Regions from separate parts of the Hordeum vulgare genome. Here region 2 is linked to region 1. Evidence: chromatin contacts called from public Hi-C data. All regions are on one chromosome and are shown on one strand. Each heading gives the region's core, a stretch centred on a gene start, on an enhancer-like site or on the middle of the called end of the contact. The rest is flanking DNA. Distances are from core to core; before and after follow the strand shown.

The links. A called contact is a pair of places that touch in the nucleus more often than the background predicts.
Region 2: a contact with region 1 is called in a Hi-C map of leaf, with 2.8 times the contacts expected there. The contact joins the promoter of LOC123441272 here to the enhancer-like site in region 1. A contact is called at or near these places in 3 of 6 Hi-C or Micro-C datasets (all in leaf).

The regions. Positions count from the first base shown.
Region 1 is chr3H:5,844,961-5,850,003 of MorexV3_pseudomolecules_assembly, reverse strand. No RefSeq gene overlaps it. Among protein-coding and RNA genes, the nearest start is that of LOC123442416, 27 kb to the right of the region's middle. Within about 2 kb of position 1,928, at least 1 of the 3 cell types and tissues checked has open chromatin away from gene starts, as enhancers often do. A contact at or near this core is called in leaf, where this site is marked.
Region 2 is chr3H:5,912,119-5,917,161 of MorexV3_pseudomolecules_assembly, reverse strand. LOC123441272 reads left to right here and starts at 2,074. Exons shown (of 2, transcript XM_045117757.1): 1 at 2,074-2,388; 2 at 2,566-3,370. The coding sequence starts at 2,074. The coding sequence ends at 3,108.

The DNA of each region.
Region 1 (5,043 bases), core at 679-3,178:
CTCAACATCTGTTGCATGATGTGCATCGGTGCGCGACACAATCTTCGTATATGACCTATCCTGCCGTATATAGGTCATATCACTGCAGCATAAGTCTGTTCCCGGCTAGCCAAGTTTCGGGAACGCATCTATCGTCATTAGAGGACATGCAGAGTTGTGTCTCCGATGGATCTCGCATTATTTGGTTAGCAATTTGCTTGCATTCAATCTTTATTCGTGTGTGTGTGTTAGATCCTTTCGATTTATACTTCTCGTCATCGCCGACGGCTGCTATTCTTGTGGGGCTGATCCTATGAAACGGCGACGGCTGCTATTTTTGTGGGGCTGGTCCTATGAAACCTTAGCACAACAACATTTTGACTGTCTACTACAACAAGCCCGACTCCGGTGAGGGTTAGGAGTTGACGGCTCTGTGCCACCACGCTTTCAGCTCACTACAGTGTTTGTTGTCGTTGCTAGGTGGTCTATCGATATGGATGTAATTTTTAGAATCTCCGTGTCTTTGCACTGCAATGCTATGATGTAAAAATTTATTTTATGTTCGTGTCTATTATTGTTTGTCTCTTATTTTGTCAAATGCTCACAAATTATTGAAATGTTGACGAACTAAAGATGAGAGTGACGCCCGATGAAGCCAGGTGCCTTACTCACATGTTTGTCATCCTATCCCAGCCGGTGCTCGACTTTCCCAGCGATTGGCACCTCACAAGTTGCAATCTTGCACACTGTAACGAAGTTCATGTCCATAAGAAGACCATAATTTCAGACATGTGCGTGTAATGGGATTCTTGTCCGTAATTTCGGACCAGTACGCGTAGCTGCTCCGGGCGACACTCTTTCTAAAATAATGTACTCGTACGTAGGACCGGCTGGCGCAAGCTTCGTCAGCAGTTAGCCGACGTTGAAAGGTCAGGTCAGGTGTAGGTAGGAATAGGATGAACACACGCGCGCATAGTGAAAGTGCCAGTTGATGCTGATCCATTTGGTTGTGGTGATTAGCTTGGCGCGCGGTTACGGTCACGGAGTTTAGGAGATGGTGGGTCGTCATTGTCGGGCTACATTCGGTCTCCAGATATCGTGCACGGGTTGATGACTAATTGATGCCACAATGTGCCATGAGGCGTGTATGTCGACTCTTCATTGAGACGTCGGATTGCGCGAGGCCCCGATATACTCCATAAATCCATTGAGAACGCAGGAGCCATGTATTGATCTTATTTACATCATGGAGACGATTGCACAACTTGATGACTAATAACAAATATAGAAAAGAGAGCGCGACATAACGGAACCGAACTGGCCCTCGGCGGTTGCCATGGCTGCATCGACCGAGAGCAAAAGCTCCACACGTGAACCCGAAGCTACCTAGCTAGTTCGTTCGTTCGTTCGCGCGCTCGCCTAACCTCTACTTTGTACTCCCCCGTTTCTAAATATAATTTTTTAAGAGTTTTTAATAAAAAATTACATACGGATGTATATAGACATATATTAGAGTGTAGATTCGTTCATTTTATTCCGTATGTAGTCCTCTAGTAAAATCTCTAAAAGGACTGATATTTAGGAACGGAGGGAATAGCATATGCTGTTCGAATCGCAATTCATGGATTTAAATATTCAGCGACGTGACGAGGCATTACGAACTCGAAGCCAAACCAACACGAAGCTGATTAACGAGATCTAAATATGCATTGTGGGAGAAGCTTCATTATATATGATTGGTGGCCCTGCAGAGTGCGGTGTGAGAGGAAGATAGACAAGTCGTAGTAGCTAGGAGAAAAACATGATGATTGATTGATTTAGGTCGGCGATCAGCGTCATTTCACGGGCTTGATTTCCTTTTATCTTTCTCTCGCGAAGGCGACCGATAGAGCCATGATGCGCTCTAGTACCACATTTCAGGGTTACGTGCGTGCCGTTGCAAGTACAGAAACTAGCCAGACACACAGAGCACTCAGACCAATCAATAAGCTGGCTAGCTAGGTAGGGGGTGCTTAAAACGTGACCAGCAAGCTAGTACCGAATCCAACCGGCTAGCTCCATGGGGTGCTTACAAAATGGCATGACAATGAAAAAGGGGTACTTCCTCCACGTACGCACGTCCTTCTTGAAAATATCAATCAACTTCGAACGGGATCCAACAAACATCCCGTTTTCTACAGTTTGGGTCATATTTATCTTGCTCGTATACTGGAATTAAGCACCAACTAGCACAATGTATCATGTGTATTTCATGTCAGTCATATTTGTAGAGTTGCAAATACGCTGAGTTGTGGACTAACTCATAATTTTTCTAGAGAATTAGTACATGTTAAGAAGTGCATAGTAAATGTCTACATCAACCATATTTTGCTACATCAACCGTATTTTGTACTTACATTTTCATTAGGTCGATTTGGCTGATCGGGAGTGATTAATAGATAAGGTTACATGGGTTACATGGGTAGGGGCGTTCACTAAGGTGGCCTAACAAGAGAGGTACTTGCCCCATCCATGAGCCATGTTCTCTCCTCCCTCCGTCCCGTTCTAAATTCAGAGGACCGCCGCACCGATGTACTTCCTCCGTTCCTAAATATAAGACCTTTTAGAGATTATACTATAAACTATATACGGATGTACATAGACATATTTTAGAGTATAGATTCACTCATTTTGCTTCGTATGTAGTCTCCTAGTGAAATCCCTAAAAGGTCTTACAATTTGAAACGGAGGGAGTATCTGTGTTGTGGAGGACCATCATTCTCCAATTTCGTACCCAAGAATGGAGGGCACGCTGCATGCATGCATGCTTAATTGTCCATGGATAATGGTCTTGGAACTCTTTGACACTAAGGCTTCCTTTGCTTTACATAAATTTTGGATTTCTAAATGATAGAAATTTTATAAGGACATTTTCTTCGGAGCTGTTTGGTCTCTTGGAATAGAATCATATTTCTGTACAGCATAGGATTCCTTTGCATTTGAAAGAAAAATAAACATTACGCTAGACTCAATGAAAAAAACCATATTATATGAACCAAATGACATTTCTTTTCCTTTTCTAAAAAAAAAACCTTTTCTAAAAAATGACATTTCTTTTCCTATAGAATTTGAGATACATGTCATCTTATTTTCTACTATGATTTTTCTATTCCCATTAAATTCCTAGAGTTCCTTCCCCCCCCCCCCCCCCCCCCCCCTAGCATACAATGCGCACATACGTACGTCAGCCTGTTAAAAGTGATCATGTACCAACAGGACAGCACCGTGGAAGCCTCCAAAGCATCGAGATCACAAGAGGGAAAGGAATTAAAGCTCTTGAAAGCTAATACAAATAAGATTCCAGAAGAAATAGTATGCCCGGATGATGATTTGCTTGGCCGGACGAGGAAATACCCAAGGGATTCCAAAAGAAATAGTATGCTCCCACAACCCACATGGAGCCAGCAAGTCCCTCCATTTCAGCAGAAATGCAGCTCCAAGCATCTAACTGCTACTCCATCTTAAGTCTGTCACGAATACTGTCGTAATAATGGATTGATGGATGCTGATTCTTTCTTCTACATGAGAGACCGACAGTGACGCGGCACCAATAAATCACTGTGGAGAAGATATAATACTGAAGTGGTATTGTACTGCAAACTCAAAACAAAATAAAGAATAACAGCTACTATGGCGGTGCTTGGCTTCCCTTGCAGCATAAATACATGTAGCATCTTGTGGTCGCTTGGTTGAATAGAAAACATAATTCTGCAAATTATGGAGTAGAAGAATCTCTCCCGATGGCCGACGTAAGACCTGCCTCCTAGGCTGTTTAGTGGTTGCAGGAAGAAACATGGATGTGCAAACCATGCATATAAAAACTACTTTTTTTTTGTAGTTGTAGTTTGGACCATGTGCTTATACTTTCTGATAAATAAGTTCTAAAAATACAAGAGCATCTCTAGCAGACCCCGTAAAAGGGCGAACCCGTATAATTTCGACGAGTATACGGGTTCGTCCGTTTTTCTTGTTAGAACACACTGTATCCCGGATCTGGCCCTAAAAAAATTACCGTGGCCCGGAAAAAGATCCTCTCCACCGTTATTTATGTTGTTTCAGCGCTCGGATACGGGTCAAACCTTATCCGCCTCCGTCGTCGCTCCGCTGCGATTCCTCTTCAACTCCGTCCCAATTTCTCGCCACCGACGAGCCTAAAAAAAGCCCCAGGGTCCTCTCCCGACCCATAGGCGGCTACAGAAATAGTGGGGATCACACGCAGCGCTGCTGCAACCGCATCTCCGACACCACATGCCAGCGAGAGGGGCACGGATGTGGCTCAACGAGTACGAGCTTTCGAACGTCGCGAGCTCGACAAGTACAAGCGCTAGCTCGCGGTCCGTCACCGCACCTCCTTCGGCTCCTCCGCCGCCAGGAGCTCGTCGGCGGGAGCCTCCAGCTCCCAGCTCACTCCGGTCAAGAGAGAGCCGGAGGAGCTCAGGACGCTCACTGTCAAGCTCGAGGCTGACGCGGACCCGCCGCGTCGAAGCATCATCGGCCCCGAAGACTACCTCCTTCCAAGGCAGGAGGTCCACCTCGAGCGCACCATCATGGAGCGCTCGGTGAGGGATGCGGAGGAGGCCGACGCGCGCATCCTCGCGAGCTCAGGATCGAGGAGATCTTTCCTTGAGAAGGGTGTCGCGGTGTCACATGCACACATGTCGAAGGAGGCGGACCTGGCGTCATCAAGGCCGAGCAGGCCAAGGTCTGGATCGACCTCGACTCCAACGAGGACTGAGCTACTCCGGATCCTCCGTCGCGTCATCACTGCCACACCCGTCGATTTTAGTACCCTAGGCTCGGGTACGTTGCAAGGCCCGCAGATCCCCCTTCCCCCCATGTAGTACTATGATGTAGTTTGATGAACAACTATCTGTGATGTATAAGATGATCAACTATGTACGATGAATGTCTTTGTAAGTTTCTTCCGTGAATGTTTTTTTCAAATTTTACAGTTTTATATACTGGGTTTGATCTGCAGCGGACGAATTCGCCTTGCAAATCAGATCTGCAGCGAACTATAAACGT
Region 2 (5,043 bases), core at 825-3,324, 67 kb before region 1:
TCCGTCCGCCCGCCGCCCACATTGATGGCACGCGGGTGCTGAGGCATCTCCTCCGACGCCACCCATTCGTCCATATGCCGCCTGCCGCCCACACTGATGGCACGTGGTTGCCGAGGCGTCTCCTCCGGCGCCACCCGTCCGTCCATATGCCACCCGTCATTGCTATATAAATCGTTGCCCCGGCCATAGCCACAGTCATCAGCCTCCTAACCCTCTCCCATCATGAATTCCTCCACCGCCAAAGCTTTTTGGGTCGGGCTGACGTCAGAGCAGAAGAAGGAGATGTCCGACATCGCTGCCTGCTTGCGGGCCGATAGGCAGTCTCACTTATTAACTTAGTCCCAGCATGGGTTTCTGTTTTTTGCTATTTCTTTGTTTTGCCGAAAACCATACCAAATGAAGTCTAAACATGATGAAACTCTATGGTGATTTATCTTGACTACAAGAGACCCTATAAGCTTTATGAAGATACCAGACGATGCCCGAAGGGGCTACAAGCTCAGATGGCATACCCCCATGGGTATGGCGCGTCATGTGAGCTTCTGGGCCCCTAGGCTCTGACCGACCTAATTCCAACTCCAAAACTTAACAAATAATTGTACTGCCGCCGCAAAACTTCTGTTCTTCGGCGATCCAATCTGTAGGCCTTTTCCGGTGCCTTGTTGAAGGGGGACCCATCATTGATGCCATCTTCATCAACCTTATTGCCTACATGATGATGTGTGAATAGTTAATTTGGAATCTACGAGTCCATAGCAATAGTTAGATTTTTTTTTCACATTGCATGCATAGTACAGAAATGTGGACACGGTGATTTGAGAATTGGCCGGTCACCTTCTGCAGATGCATCCGGACGCGTCCAGAGAGATACAGGGTGCCAGATTTGATATACCGGACCCAAAGATCACACAAGAAACATGAAGTAAAGTGGAAGTCATTACAACTATGTAGAGCAGACACAACGTATGGCAATTTTTTTGTGCCAAATGCAGTTTTTGTCTTGGGAGTTGACGCGCACCAAGTAGTGCCGAATCAAATAAAAAACCTGGGAACGGATCAAGTAGTTGCTCCCATGTCAAATTTTGACAAGAAATAAAACATTCATTGGAAATGTCGTGAATGATGAAGAACCGGTGTATCAAAATATCAAAATGTTTGGTGGCAAGTTGTATAGCATGGAACATGTCAACTCGTACTCAACTTACCACTGTTGCAAATAAAATATCCAAATGGAAAAAAAGACCAAGCACATATTATAAGGATACAGAAAGCTTGCGGGCCCTGTCAAACCAAAAATCCGAAATAATGAAGCTGTCAAGTGTATATGGGATTTTTCCGAACCAACAATGCTACGGCTACAAGTGATTCTTATGAAATTACTCCCTCCTTTTGACAATATAAGATCATGGACGGAGACAACATTCATGCATAGAGGGTGCATGTTTGTTCATGAAGGAGGCAAAATTCATATGAAGTAAAATTTATTGGCTGCAACAACCACAATCATAAAAAAAGAATCAATTTGTTAGGGGTCTAGCCCCCATCCCCCCCACCCTTACCCTTAAAAAAATTCGTCCCTGTATAAGATGTTTTTAAGGTAAAGCAGCTTTCAAAAATATTTTACATTATGAAAGGAGAAGTACCTTACATGATGGCATGGCCATTTCTGTTTGGAAATGATAGGAAAAGGGAAAACATATTCAAATTCAGAGGAGAGACTAGTGCGGTAGAGAGTGATCCGTAGGTTTTATCCGTAAGTTTAGCATTTTCCTTCTTTTTTGCTTTCGAAGCAATCAACACATAGAAAAGATCCGGAAAATGCAAGCAGAGAAGTCTTGAACAGCTCAGGTCGTCCATGTTATTTTCTATTGTTGTCAAGGACATGTCAACTTGTAACGAACCTGTCACTCATGATAAAAATATTCAGCGTGAAGGTATTTTATTTTCAAGGAACCGGCAGAAGCGCTACCATTGCACGGGTGATGCAAAAAAAAAATCCTCTACAAATACATGTTGGCCTCCTGCTAGCTTTGATCTTGTCGGTTTCTTTGGGAGAGAGAGCCAAAGTTAACCATGGTGACGGCCTCCAAGGGTCCTCCGTTACGGATAACCCACCCCTCCCACCCAGGGCACGTGCTCACGCTTTACGCCACCGGCGGCGCACTGTTCCAGTGCGACGGCTGCCGGCACTACGGCGAGGATGATCGTAGGTACCGGTGCGACCCGTGCGACTACGACCTTCACGTATGCTGCGTCCCCCTCAAGATGGAGGACCTGACGCTCACGCATCCTTTCTTCAAGGGTTGCACCTTCGACTTCCGCTACAGCCCTCCCAGTCCCAGCACCCTGGCTGGTCACGGCAGCTTCTGCGGCGCCTGTGGAGATCAGGTGCTCGACTTATAGCTTTGATTTTATGTGACTGTGCTATTTTATGGTGGGTTCTTGTATGCGTGTGAGTTCGGTGTTGGCTGTGCGCATCCTAGCTATGCTGGAGCCGGATGAGAGCAAGCTCGTTTCTCTTGATGCTTCATATTGAGCTAATAAAATTCATTCTTTGTCGAAAAGGTGCTCGGCTTCATGTTCCACGACGGCGAGCGCAAGATCAACCTCCACACGCAGTGCGCCAACCTGGCGGAGCGCGTAGTCCAGGAAGACGGCGTGTTCGACCTCGTCAGGGAGGCGCCTGCCGGCGGTAGCTGCGGGTTGTGCGGGCAAGGGCAAGGCGGCCGCCGCGGCAGGTTCTGGTGCTACGGCTACCTCGACGGTCACCGGCAGCCCGCGTACACGCACGTGGGGTGCATGATGGAAGCTTGCTACAAACGCTCCCAGATCGCGCAGGTGAGCGCGCCCACGGCATGGGCGCTGGGAACGCCGGCGACGTGGGAGGTGGGCACGACGCAGGGCACGCCGACGACGTGGCCGGTGGGCACGCCGCAGAGCACGCCGACGACATGGGACAGTGGGTTGTCGTCCACCATTAGCAAGGTCTCGCTTTTTTGCAAGGTTGCGGTGGCCGTCGCCAGGGTCGCCTCCGCGGTCTCCACTGGCACGGGGGGTGACCCGTTGTGGATTGACACGACCACGACGGCTGCAGATCCCGCCGAATAACCATGTCAATCGGCTACGAAATCAATTACTACAAGCAGACGTGTGTTCATTTTATTGTAGTTGTCTGGTTTGTATCGTTTTTTTAGTGGTCGTCTATTTTCTGGATTTTTTTGTTGCTCTATTCTGTATTTTGTTTGTCTATTTGTGTGACATATAGAGGGTATTGTCTTTTGTTGATATACGGAATAAGAAAACTGTACATCAATGCACACGTTTTATTATTTTCTTATATCAAAACTGAAATAATGCAATAAATCTATCAGTTCACCTGTTGGCCTTTTTGAGATGCACGAAATAAGGAGATATCATGAATTGTATAGTAATGATGTACAATCTTGCTTGGATGCGGTGTATTGTGTCGTTTATTTATGGTACATGAAGTTATCTCGGCACTCATGTGAACTCGGTAAGACCAAAGATAGTGTTGAGAAGACTAATGTGATGTCGGAACCATCCAAGGATTCGAAAGGTTTTGAGGAGAAAGATAAGGTGATGAAGACTTGTCATAGTACGCGTTGTGGTCCTCAATAAACTTTACCCAGGAAAGTTCTAATTCTTTTGTAAATTCATATGAATTTAATCAAATTGGGTGATGAAGGCCCATTCAAAGGGTGCGGTGCCATCAATCATGAGCCTCCAAGATTTCTGGTAGCTGAAGCTAGCAAACAAAGGATTAGAGAGGAACTCGGCCATGGATTCTCCTCGATTGGGGAGATAATAGCTGGAAGTTGGACAAAGTTAAAGAATAACGAAGAGCGCCAACAACAATAGATATTGCCAAAATAAGAGTTCAACTCTTGAAAATCCTCATGATTTGGACCTCGACATTGCGAGTAACACGTCAGATGTGAGACTACAAGTTTTGCGTCAGTCTAGCAATTGTAGGAACTGTGTGATTTTATAAGTCTAGTAAAGAGTTATTTTGTTACTTTAAGCATGTATGAATAAGTTAAGGGTTTCATCGAGGCTTTGATGATTACCATTACCATTACCAGTATTGTTGTTGTCATAGTTATTATAGGGCTTTTGATAATTAGTTCACAAGAATTTTAGTCATATCTATAGCAGCATTTCCCTATTAAAACATCAATTAAGTAATTTTTAGAACATATATTATCACATTATTATGCATATATTTTCATATAACCTCTATTTATATGTGTTTTGGGCTTTTTTGGACTTTCGGGCCAATCCTTCGGATGGAAAGCTGGAGCCCGAGTTTGGCCCGAATATTGGACTTTGGGCTGCTCATCCCCAGATCTATCAAAGGTCTAATTTGTTGCATTGTGGTGGAAGTTGACAACCACAATGCTTCTTCTTCGGTAAGTGATCGATGGGGGAATGGTATTGTTAATAAGCTCGCGTTGTGGTGCCTTTTCTTTGGGGAGTTGGTATGGGTTTGGATCTCCTCATTGAGTCCTTCGACCTTGTCTTCGGATCGAGAATAGATGCTTCTAATAATCTTTCTTAGCAACATCCAATGACTTCCTGATTGCAGTACAACAACCTCTTGCTCCTTGAGCTAGGTTAGGGCTTGCCATCCATTTGTGGTAGTCGGCGTTGAACTCTCTTGAGCCCGTTTGCATTTTTATGGGTGTTATCATAAGGCTCGTGCTTGATAATACATGGCTTTATTAAATTAAAAAACAATAATCTAAAGCAACAAAGCGAGCATAATCTTCAACCGTGGCATTGTAGTGACAAAGATATATTTCCGTCCCCTTTCACAAGGCAACTAGGGTGAAGCTTCCGCCTATTGATCTCTGCTGGATTCCCCTCCTCTCGGCCTTCCGCTCTAGTGGTCGATAGTGGGGAGGGGAATACTGGTGCCTCGTCTCTGATTAGTAGATAGATTAGGGTTTTAATCATCATAGGAGCGTTGCTCGGACGGATACTAGAGCTCTGGCGTAGATTCCTGTCGACTTCTTGGGGCAA